Regions from separate parts of the Gossypium hirsutum genome. Here region 2 is linked to region 1. The links are chromatin contacts, called in public Hi-C maps. All regions are on one chromosome and are shown on one strand. The core of a region is the stretch at or near the end of the contact, and the rest is flanking DNA. Distances in the headings are between cores, read along the strand shown. Region 1 holds the start of LOC107952149 (probable 2-oxoglutarate-dependent dioxygenase AOP1). Region 2 holds the start of LOC107952155 (probable disease resistance protein At1g61300).

Region 1 (6,453 bases), core at 182-2,681:
GCTGACGTAAGGGACCAGTTTTTAATAATAGAAATGGATAAAAATTTTAACAAAAAAATCAATTTGCTCTTTGATGTGACATTCAAATATATTTTATAGTAGAAGAAACAGGACATAATCTAACTCCTAATGTAAAGGCTTCCATAATACTAGTTACCGTACCTGAAACTTATGTTTCCTTGAGGCCATAAAGTGTTGGTGACGCATCGTTCAATGTTTTCAGCAATACAAGCATCATCCATCGCCAAGCTTTGAAACACTCCAGATCGAGGATTCGAATAGCCACGAAAGGGCTTGTCGGAAACACACAGTTTTTTTGTTTGTAAAGGCAAGTCAAAGGTCTCTTGCAAAGCCCCAAACACTGCCTTTCGAAGCTCCAGAATTGGATCAAACAATGCCTCGAAACAAACGTACTCCCCCGATGCTTCTCGAACTTGGGATTTCACTAGATCCCATTCGGGGCTGCCCGGTTTCAGGTTTTGGTTTGAGAAATCTATAACTGGAACCATAGCCGGAGTTGTTGAGCTCATCTCTATGTTTATATCAAACAATAATGCTTGAATGGTACCTTTTATATACAATCTATGAGATTTGTAATTGCATTGAAAGTCCCTCCTTGTAAATCAAAGGTAAAAAATAATGGGTATATTTTTTGTGAAAAAAAAAAACAAATTGCTATGATACAAATAATCTATATATTGAATAGCGATATTAACATTCCAAATTGGATTGTTTTTTTTTCTTTCTTGTTTCTTGTTATTTGTCTGTTAGTAGAAACCGGCCATATGCGGTCAGAAATTACAGTCATTGATAAGTGCTAAAAGTAACATATTTTAATTTCATTATTAACGCAATTTTAGGTGATTTTTCTATGTTAATGATGAATCTTATGCTCTTAATCTTTTAAATTCATATTTTTATACTTAAAAGAACATTTGGGAGCAAAACGAGCGAAAATCAAAATATCGGAGTAAGGTACAGGAGCCACACGGGCTGACTCCTTCAACACGGCCTGACCATATGGCCGTGCCATACGACCATGTGGTAGACCGTGTCGATTTCGTGAATTAGCACTCTAAATTGTGAGAAAATGTGATTTTTAGATTTTTGGGGCATTTTAAGACGTATATATGACAAAAATAAGAAGAGATGAGAGAGTCGTCATAGAATACTCAAGAAAACAACTCGAAAAACACCATTGAAGTGATTCTGAAGCAAAATTTCATCAAGATTGAAGATTCTCAGTTGATTTCAATCATGAATTTCTTTATTTCTTATACTATATATTGAATGTTTTTATTTGCAAGTATGAACTAATTTTTCTAAATACCTATTGTCGAAACCCTATTTTATTTTGAAAATAATGGGGATCGACTTTAAAAACCGAGTGTGGAGTCGCCACCAATCTTTTGATTTAGGTGTGATTGGATCGCCTATTAAAATGCTTTATTTAATGAAAAAAACAAAGTAAATTTGGTTTAGGTAAAAAAAATGGGTTCAGGAGTCGGTTACGTATGAGGAAGGGTTAGCACCCTCATTACGCCCAAAAACTGGTACCAAATTGATTTGATGTTGTCCTTAAAGATTTAAAAGAAAAGATTTTTTGAAATATATAAAAATGTTTAAATAGTTCAAGTTGGTGATCGTAAATCTCTCGTTCCAAAGATATACGGTTTCATACCCAGTACGATTGGATATGATCCCTTATACCTTTAAGAAGTGATCAATTTTCGACTTTTGAAAAATTATAAAAGAGGTTATCTAAATATTTGGTTCTTCGGGAAAGTCATACCCAGTACGATTGAGCACAACTCTTCCAAATTCCCCAAACACTAGATATTGCCTTATTTCGAAACCTTGAATAACAAAAATTTAGAAATTCGTTTAAAAACATGTTTACTCATTTTAAAATTGATGAAATATTTAATACATTGTAAAAAAACATATGAAACAATATACTCAAAATACAAATAACCTTATTTAATAATCATTGTAAAAAAAAACAAAACTTTTAAGCATGGAAAATGAATAATTAATATAAAGTATCATACATAATTATAACACAAAATAAAATGATGTACAAAATGTGCATAAAAAAATGAAGAATTATATAGCATATATAAGTTGACACATTTACATAAAACTTGGGATATATATTTATTGAAATAGTTATTATAAAGTTCAAATCAAATTATGTATAAAATATTTAAAACACAAATTTATTCAAAAATTTATAATTCACAAGATAATTTAAATAATATATTATGTATGAAGGTATAACAATATATGATATAAAATAATATACAAAATCAATTTATGAAATCTTTATTAACATTGGGTACAATTATTTTAAAAAAATCAAAATTAATAATGTATATAAAAAATAAAGTAATGTTATATGAGTAACCAAATATATATATATAAAAACATAAAGACAATATAGAATACAATAAATTATAAAATTTTAAAAGGGTTCTTAAAAAGTATTATACGTATAAACAATTTTAAAAGAGAATATATATTCATAGGAAAATATTTACATAAAATTATTTGAAAATTATACCGTATATCATAGTGAAAAATAATTTAATATAGGTTGTATACATGTGAAATATTGTTAAAAATAGTTATATGTCAGAATATCCTTTGATTAAAATATAAATTATAAAATTAACTTAATTTTATTATAAATTATATACATAAATAAAAAAATACAGTTAATCATAAATTTACTAAAATCTATATGCATAAGAATATCAAAGTTTTAATAATAGATGCAAATTAAATATAAGTACAAAACATATGTTTAATAATAATTTAAATAATATACTAAATATGAAAAAATTATAATTCATGGCAAGGTACTACTCATATGATAGATTTTTTTATTTAAAACTTTTGTTTAAAAATAAATATATGTGAAATTATATTATCATACATACCATTTTATTTAAAACTACTTAAAAGAGAAATTAAATAACATACTTGGATAACATAATATGGAGTCACGTTTTTAAAATAATAATTTTATGAATACAAAGGTGTATTTTTCAAAACAGTATCATATGTACATAAAGACTTGCGAATTAAACATAAATTAAGAAATATATAATTCATGTATATAAATATATTAACAACACTTATTAAAAATATATAATACAAAAAAATATTACAACATGCAAAATAATAGTTATTATAGAAAACTTAAACCAATGATTAACATACCAATACATAAAAAATATTTAAAGAAATAGGATACACAATGTCAAAAGAATATTCTAAAAATAATTATACAAATGTAACATACAGAGTTATTAACATAAATTAAAGCATACACATATTAAATGTATTCTAACTCAACTGATTATACAAATATAAGACTCAATTAAAAATGCATCAAGATGAAATGGATAATTTGTAAATACAATGATCATAAAATAAATCAATGCATAACACGCCTAAATATACAGGGATTAATATTGCAAATCTTCCCAAGTCTAAGTCACCTCACTGCGTCATGAATTTAAATGAGAATGCAATCAAAACAGTAAGCCAATTTGAAGAGCAAAGCAAAGCAAAGCATGCAAATGCAAAGGATTGAACGCGCAAATTTCCCTTGCATACAAAATGGCGCGTATCCGGTTCATATTTCGGGTCAATGCGCGGACCCCCTTTGCTGGCAGACGACACCGTTTCTTCAATAGGTTATTTAGAACCCTTTTTTTTTACCCTTTTTCCTTCCCTAAATGCAGCCGTTCCTTCAACCTAATATGCAGCCCCCAAAATCAAAATGTAGAGTTCATATTTGCAGCCATTGAACCACCATTTTATTTGGTAGCTGATGACGCATGAACAACATCCAGATCTTACCATCGAAGGCTCCACTCGGGGAAAATCTGCTAAGCCAAATTATTTTATTTTATTTTTATAAAAAAAAATTAAATCTCAAATTATTTGTTCAAGAGAAAAAAGAAAATGTTGAAAATCGAAACATTCAACAGCCTCAGACCCTCGCCCTTATCTCGGTGTTTTAGAGATATTAGGGACCTCACTGGTGCCATCTTGAGGCTTGATGAATAATACTTTTAACTTCCTCTTTCAACTTTATTCTCAACGAAGTGAACAGAGGCTAAAACCGCTTCGAAAGGTATAATCTAACTCTTTTTTCTTTTGTGTTTCCACATGCAAATATGATGAAGATAACTGCTGGAAAAATAAATAAAAAGAAGGGAACAATTAAAAAAGCTAAAGAAGATCACCTTTTGGAAATCCTTTTTTTTGAAAATTTTAGATTCTGTATGCGTATTGTGTATTCAGTGAGCGTCCCTCTGTAGGTACATTCGATGGCTTTTTATAGCCAAATTTACAGAGTAAATAAAAAATAAAATTACATTTTCCTGCTGTCATTTGCTGTAAATTCTGTTAGCTCCTTCTTCTCGTGTGTTCCGTTACAGGAATAGCCGTACGAACGGAGACGCGCGCGAGGAACTAGTGGCGCACGTGTGGTGCTGGAGACCGACTGCTAGTTGCGGTGTGAGGGGAGATGGCTAGCTGCTGGTGTTTTCCAAAAACCTCTAGGTTTTCTAGTGTTTTTTAATTATTGGGCCTTTTTCTGGTCATTTTGGGTCTCGGGTTTGGGCCCGAAATTTTGTAAATGGGTTAGGTTTGTATTAATAGATTTGGGTTTAATTTAATAGGTTATGGGGATAAGTTTATTCAGTCATGGACTGTTTTGGACTAATGGACTTTTATTGTTTTTATTTTGGTTTATTTTTTTGTTTGTTTTTTTTTAATTTTTTGGTTTTTTTGGTTTTCTAACAGGCCCGGGCGAAATGGGCCTATTACACCTATGGGAGATGAACCCTATGATGAATTCTATCATTTTATTTTTATTTTACGTAATAAATACTTAGTTTCTTGTTCTCATTTATGTATGCTTAATTTTTTGGTTTAATATTTCGATATTATTAATCCATGTTTGATTTACTTAAATTAGAGGAGGAATAGACCATGTTTAAGAGTAAATCTTACGTAATTGAGTGGAGTTGCATGTAATCCTAGAAATAAGACAACATAAATCTACTGGATTAGAGTAAAATATAATAGGAGAATCCATAGATCAAGTTAATGTGATAATGGGGGTTTTAATTAGAAAGAAATTTTAATTAATCAAACTAGAGTCGGTTTCTCTTACTCTCGAAAGAGATATTAGTATAATTTAGGAATTTCTACAGATCAAGTTACTAAGTAAAGAAATTGTGTAATTTAGATTGATAATGATAGATGAAATCTAGGTGAATTCTTATCTGGTATTGTTTTGCTTCTTGGTTGTTAATTGTTTATTTTCCTAATTTATTCTAAAATATTTAGAAATATTTAGATTGATCTTTTTGCTTGAATATGCTTTCTTGGTTGTTGTAGGATCTTTGAGAGCTAGTATTTATACCCTCTAATTGATTTTCAACCGTTGCAGTTGTTGGATATATGAATAATCATTGGAGACATGAAAACCAGTGCATTTAATTCACATGTAATAGCAAGTATCGATACCAGATAAAAAGGAATCAATAACTTTTGCATTAAATGCAAAATTCAATAACCGTAGAAACTTAAATATTGATTCCAAACAAATTTGATCGATACCATATGAAAGGTATTGATACCGAATCGATACTTAGCTAAATTTGTGAAAAACATAATGTCAATTTGTTATTATTTTTCAAAGGGGTATCGATATTTTAAAAACTATAGATACAGGCCAAAAAATATCTATTCTAACTTGTTTTAAAAATAATTTGACTAGTTAAAATAGTTCTTACATGATTAAAATTATTTTAACTTGATTTTGAGGTTGATTCAAAAAAATTTCTAAGAGTTTTAAAGTAGGAATTGAAAATTTTATCTCTTAGACTTCATTTGAGAAATCATTTTGTCAATTTTGTTCAACTTTAACTTTTATTCAAGAACCCTTTAATTTGTTATATCAAAACATATTATCAAATAAAGCTTAGCTTAACATATATACTTTTTTAAGAGTATTTTGCATGTTATACTTTTATAATAGTTTTTTTTTTCAATTTATTTATATTCAATAATTTAACTTACAATTTTACATAATATGTTACTGTAAATTTTAAAACAATTAAAAAAAACCTTTCAAATTGATCACTATTTTTACAAATTAAATACGCTATTAAAATTGATATAAATGTTAAAAAATATAACAATGTTACAATAAATCATTTACTAGTCAAAATATTTAAATTAATTAACATTGTATGGTGCATAAATTTATTATGTGTTATATTTAAAAATATTCAACTAATTTATATTTTATTTTTAAATATAATATATTAACACAGAAAAAATATAATTTTAAAATAAAAAAATTGGTAATCAAAAAAATTTATAAAAAAGTAGTAATTAATTTTAATAATTAAAAATAAAGTGATT
Region 2 (6,234 bases), core at 3,644-6,143, 140 kb after region 1:
GACATATGGCCACACGGCTGTGTGGAAGTGCCTAGGCCGTGTTGGGGTCTACACGCCCATGTGAGGGTCACACACGCTCGTGTGGAGGGGACACACGCCCGTGTGAGCAGCCCGTGTAACTTATTGTCCAAAAGTGCTAAAAATGTAAGAGTAGAGAAGACACAGTCGTGTGGAGATCTCACACACCCATGTGGGGACAAATGCTCGTGTGGCCAAGCCGTGTGGTACAAAAAATCATAAAAAAAACTTTAAATTCCCAATTGCACACGGCTGTGTGAACCGCCCTTGTGCGGCACACCCCCGTGTGGCCACCCATGTGGTCGCGAAACCACACCGAAACAGGCTGCAAAACGTGCCTTTGATGTCGAAACTGATTAAAAAAATAGTACATGTATCAAAGTGATAATTTACTTACAGTACAAAAGTTAAAATAAATATTAAATTAAATTAAATTAAATTATGGTTTACTTACCCAATATGTTTTTATAATTAACTTTAAATACATTTTTATTTATTTAATCTAAATTTCGTTTCAACCAATTTGAAGTAAAAAAAAAAAAAGAGGAAAAGAAAAAAAGCAACCTTGTTGTCCAAAACCTGACTTGAACGAACTAAATCATCAAATTAGAAACACTTGATCTATGGATAAATTAATTAGATTAGTTTGTTGATCTTTAAATGAAAAATGTTTCGACAAAACTATAAATGATGATTTTCCAACTTAGAGAATTTTAGTCCACATAACTAAGAAATAAAATTTAGTTGTGCAAAATAAACTAGTGTAGCATTAAATAGAACATAACCAAATGTTAAAAGCACAAGTTTGGTCTTATGCTTTGACTTGAATGGAACACTGGTTAAAAATATTATCAGATATCCGTTTAATGCGAGTTCAAACTATGTGATTCCTATCTCTTATTTTTAATTTTATATAATAAAAAAATTAATTCCATATTTGGTTAAATTATTGATTTTGATCTCCTCCTCTATTATTTCCCTAAACCACACTAACAAAACATAAATCAATAGATATTAAAAGTCTAGGTATAAACACATTTGATGTATAGATTTTGAGGAATTGAGATTTAGAAAGTATAAAAAAGGAAAATGATGAAAGGATGAGGCTTACTTCATGTTGAGCAGTTCTTTAATTTTATGTAAAGCTCTCCCCATTAAAAACTGTTTGTCTTGCCAAAGGGGTTGAAGAACATTTTTAAAGTTTGGATCATCCCACTCCAAAGATTCCCACCATTGTCTGCTTGAATTGATCTTAAGAGAAGGTGGAGCATGTGCATAAGACTGCCCATTGCCAACAAAGGAAACAAAGGGAGGAATTCTCTTCAGTTTATCACATTTATCAACATCGATAAGTTGGAGAGAATCACAAACCATCACTCCACTTTTACTACAAATGCTCTTTCAATTCTGGTAATGACTCTAGGTTCAAAAATTTTAGTTTGGGAAGGTCAAATTTGATTAGTGCATCACTTCCCTTTTCTTCATCTTCTGCTGCAAATATTTCTACCAGCTTCTCACAATCCCTCACACTTATTTCTTCAAGGTTTTGGAGGTTGGGAAGCAACCAATGTGGAAGCAACGTCATAATACTTGGGCAGTCCAATATATGAATATCTTTAAGATTGGAAAAGGTAGCAGACGAAGCTAATATTGATGTTGTTGCTGAACCATATCCTTCAACTTTTATAACTTCACTCAACTTTGGCAGATCAACAAGAAACAAGCACTGGAGGCTCTGGAATTGATGAGTAGAAGAGGAAAAGGAGGAGAAGGAAACAACACATTCTATTCCTTCACAGTGCCCAATTTTGCATACCCTCAAGTCAACCACATTTTTTAAGGAAGAAATATGGCTTACGTGTCTCAAATATTGGCAATATGAAATGCTGAGTTCTTGCATATCAACTGGGAACATTAACTCACCGCCACCAATTTCAAGGTCATTGATTGATACAACTCTCTCTTCTGAACCAACAAGAGAAAATAAGCCTACATATGACTGGTACTTGATGAGATTTTTCTTGCATTGCTGCATTGAGGAGACAAACTTATTCAGTTCATGCCTGTTCTCGAAACGTCCATAAAAGCATTCCAATTTTTGCAATGGCACTACCTCATCCGCCTTAAGGCCCTTTGTTTCATCATGCATATAAACTTTCAAGTGCTGAAGGTGAGAGAGTTTTGGCAAAACTCTGGTGGGTATCACTTTCAGAGTGTAAACAAAAAGGCTAAGATACCTTAGATTGATCAACATATCCATGCCTTCAGGGACTTTTTCAATGCTGGTGTAATTAAGATCCAGCTTCTTCAATCTTTGAAGCTTTGAAAGACAAGGCAAAGCTCTTAACTCTTCACAACCTTCAAGCAGCAATGCGGTGAGATTCTTTAAGTCAGAGATGGAATCTGGCAAACATTCGATGTTCGTAAAGGACAAATCAAGAACACTTAGAAAAGGCATGTTCATAAAGAAAGAATTTGGGATCTTCTTTATAGGATTCCGCCCTAGTAACAAAGTTGTAAGCAGTTGGCATTTTGGAGGCGACATGTCTATGGGAATCTCTGATATGGAGTTATTCCTAAGTGACACTTTCTCAATATCTCTTATCCAGTCCTCCTCTTTTGGTAGCTTTTCTAATTGCAGCCCTGCTTGTATCATATATCGAGGATTTATACTTGTGATGGATAATGCCATGTCTCTCACTGCATCATGCATCTTCTTGCAAGGCTGATCATATTGATTGGTACCATTTTCCAACAAGCAATTATCTTCCAACTTTTTCAAAATAGCATGGCCCTCATCGTTCATTTCTTGCCTTGTGTTCATTTTATCTATGAATCGCTCATCGATCCAACACTCGATTAGCTCATCTTCCCAAATTGGAAAATTTTCCGGATATAATGCACAATACAAGAAGCAATGTTTCAATTTCTCGTCTTTTAAGTGATCAAAACTAAATTTCAAACGCTCGATCACTTCAGCTTCTACTCCTTCCACCATCCCCACTCGCTCTTTCAGTTCCTTGAGTGCATTTTTCCAAATACAAGGGTCATCTTCTCCTTTCATGGTACCAGCTAGCACAACAACTGTAAGAGGTAGACCCGCACATTCCTTGACGGCAAGCCTCAAAGTTGGCATTAAAGTTGGACTTTGCACTATGGTAGGTCCAACTTTATTCAAGAATAGTATCAATGCCTCTTCTTCTGAAAGGGGCTTCACTAGTATCACTTTACAACCCATATACTTACAAACTTGCTCCGAACGGGTTGTTAACACCAATTTGCATCCACTGCTGCTACTCGGCTCAGGGATCCCAACTTCCTCCAAAGAGACTTTGTCCCACACATCATCTAAGATTAGAACATGCTTTCCCACTTTCTTCAACAATTCCAACAAGATTGCTGCTCGACTAACCTTATCTCTTTCATTGCCCCAATCTCCCTTCAACTTCAATGCGCTTGCGATATCATCTTGTAACTTCATCACACTGAAGTCTTTTGATATAGTAACCCAAATTACCCTTTCAAAACTATGTTCTTTCAAAAGATCATTATGGATGTGCTTCATGATGGTCGTTTTACCAACACCGCCCATCCCCCAAACCCCAATCTTACCCACCTCCTCTTGCATCAAACATTGCCAAATTTCATTTCTCACGGCTTTCTCACCAACTAGCTCTGATGTTGGCAGTGGCAACCCAACATTTGGACCATCAATGACAAGACTGTCGGAGACATTAGGAGCTTTATCAAGAAATGTCTGCATTTCTTGAATCTTTCTATCAACCAGCTTTCCATTGCAAGCACGGCAGAGATATCTCCCATTACTTACTTTATTTTCAACATCTTGTGCTTCCATAATCATCACTTTCACTTTTCCTATCCAATTTTCTACTTCCTTCTTTGGTATCTTCCCCACACAATGAAGAAGCTCTGCTTTCAATTGCAGCTCTATATCTTCCATTTTGCTACTCAATTCATCTCTGATTCTCTTAAAGTTTCTCACATAATCATTCAGCTTTCTGTGATATTGCAAGTATTTACAAACTGGAGTTCCGAGACAATTTGCAATACTAGCTGCAGGTTGTATGCACTCCATAGAATGTCCCTACAATCATATATGTATATTGTCATTCTTTCATGTATTATCATTCTTTCAACTTAACAATCATCAGTTTCAAAAGAACTTTGAGAAAAAGTTGGGAAAAAAATCATGTAAATAGATGCATGGACGGAAAAATAAAAACAACCAAGGAAAACAAACACAGCCCTGCAATCAAAGAATGGAAAGTAGAAATCACCGGACTTGTGGCTTGACAAATTAGAACTGAAAATAAAGTAGTGAACCAATCACACAAAGCTGCTATAGCAGTAGCAGATAACGTACGTACGTACATACAAACATACATAGATGGAATTGTAGGCTTAACCAGAACCAAGAGAGGTTCTGAAATAATCAAATATGTGAGATGTATTGGATTTTCATGAAGTTTTGATTCATTCAGATTTAACTCCAGATTTAAATCAACTGATTTTATCACAGTTGTTCGTATTTCATATTATGTGGCCCAAAATTAATAATCTTAGTGAAAGTGGGAAAGAAAACTATATAACCCAGACCAAGATAAAAGCAAAGAAAAGCATATCATGAATTAAGCAAGCAAACTTACAAACAACAATTGTACCTTCACTGGCTCGCTGACAACTTCTGCACGACCTTTGAGATTGAAACAAGGAAGAAATGATAACAGAGTTTTGGGAACACTAATAAAAACAACAGTAAGACGAAGACGAAAGTGAAAAGAAAAACAAGCAAAATTATGAGTCAAGTTTTACGGTCATGGCTGCCACTTTCATGGTAGGTTCCTCCTCAAAGGACAGAATCAACCGGCTACTTTATTGCTTTATACTGATCACACACGGCAATATAATTTTGGTCAACATATAGTCTAAACATAACGTTTAAGCATTTAAAATATATTAAAAAGGTTAAAATATGCTACTAGTCCTTGTACTTGTCTAGATTTTGAGATTTAGTCTATGTATTTTAAAAGTTAAAAAATTCAATCTCTTACTTTTTCAATTTAAAATTTATAGGTTCAATTATTATTTTTGTTGCTAATTTCCATCAAAATTTGTCAACTTAACATATTTATTTTCTATAAATTATATGCAACGTCATATGAAGATTATCTAATCAACATGCTAAATTGATAGATTTTAACGAGAATTACTGGCAATGTTAATGGTATGAATGAGTTTTTAAATGAAAAAAAGTAAGAGAATTTAATTTTTAACTTTTTAAGTATATAAATTAAAATTTAAATTTTATCAAAATACAGAGACTAACAACATAATTTGACCTATTAAAAACGTTTGAGAACAATTGGTGTCTCTATTTAATATTTACCAAGATATGTTAGGTGTTCTCTCATGAAATTCAATTCGAATGTAAGATTATTAGTGCAAGATTTAATTAGATGCCGGATAACATCATTTTAATATGTTCGAATGAAGATAAAAAAAGGGTAAATTTTACACATGGTCACTCTAAAATAGGGTCTGTTATATTTTATTTATTTAAAATTAAAATTTTCATTTACTTTTAACAGATTGTGGACATGAGACATTAGCTTATTGAGTAATTGATATGTAATATTTTTTGTTGACTTTTAACTAAAGTTTAAGGGAAAAAATTTTGGACCAATTATAGGGAGGTTTCTAAATTTTGGTCAATGCCTTTCACACCTTTGAATTCGGTGGCACTGTATTTCCTCAATTCCTTAATCAGAGCATTTTGAGCTCTAGTTGACAAAGCGAATTAAGGCGCAACATCGGCAACCCTCCAAAGGACATCCACTATAATGTGCAAAAGTTCATACCCCTCGCCCTCCTGATGGGGTCTCGTAGTTCTAGCTACTCTACATATACTGTTTTGATTACCACCCAGTGCATCACTGTCATAATCTTAAATTTTATGTAGTTTATCTTAAATTTTATTCTTTTATATTCTGTAAACCAAACTGAATAATGAGATGAAATCATCTGAATTTCTAAATTTTTGATTATCCCTTTTATCATTTGATAAATTCAATTAGTTAAATTATTTAAAATAAAAAATTAACTAATATTTATATAATTAAAATAAATTTTATAATATGAATTTATTTTGTAATGTGACGACATGATTATCTTTAGTATATATTATATTATAAAAAT

The links. A called contact is a pair of places that touch in the nucleus more often than the background predicts.
Region 2: a contact with region 1 is called in a Hi-C map of leaf, with 1.9 times the contacts expected there. The contact joins the promoter of LOC107952155 here to the promoter of LOC107952149 in region 1. A contact is called at or near these places in 4 of 34 Hi-C or Micro-C datasets (callus and leaf).

What each region holds. Positions count from the first base shown.
Region 1 is chrA04:5,259,646-5,266,098 of Gossypium_hirsutum_v2.1, forward strand. It overlaps LOC107952149 (probable 2-oxoglutarate-dependent dioxygenase AOP1), which reads right to left and starts at 1,432. Exons shown (of 3, transcript XM_016887430.2): 1 at 163-1,432. The coding sequence starts at 530. It overlaps LOC121227882 (a long non-coding RNA gene), which reads right to left and starts at 4,461. Exons shown (of 2, transcript XR_005925398.1): 1 at 4,260-4,461; 2 at 3,266-3,896. It overlaps LOC107952151 (a long non-coding RNA gene), which reads left to right and starts at 3,866. Exons shown (of 2, transcript XR_001698796.2): 1 at 3,866-4,147; 2 at 4,455-4,926.
Region 2 is chrA04:5,398,655-5,404,888 of Gossypium_hirsutum_v2.1, forward strand. It overlaps LOC107952155 (probable disease resistance protein At1g61300), which reads right to left and starts at 4,894. Exons shown (of 3, transcript XR_005925405.1): 1 at 4,701-4,894; 2 at 1,130-4,123.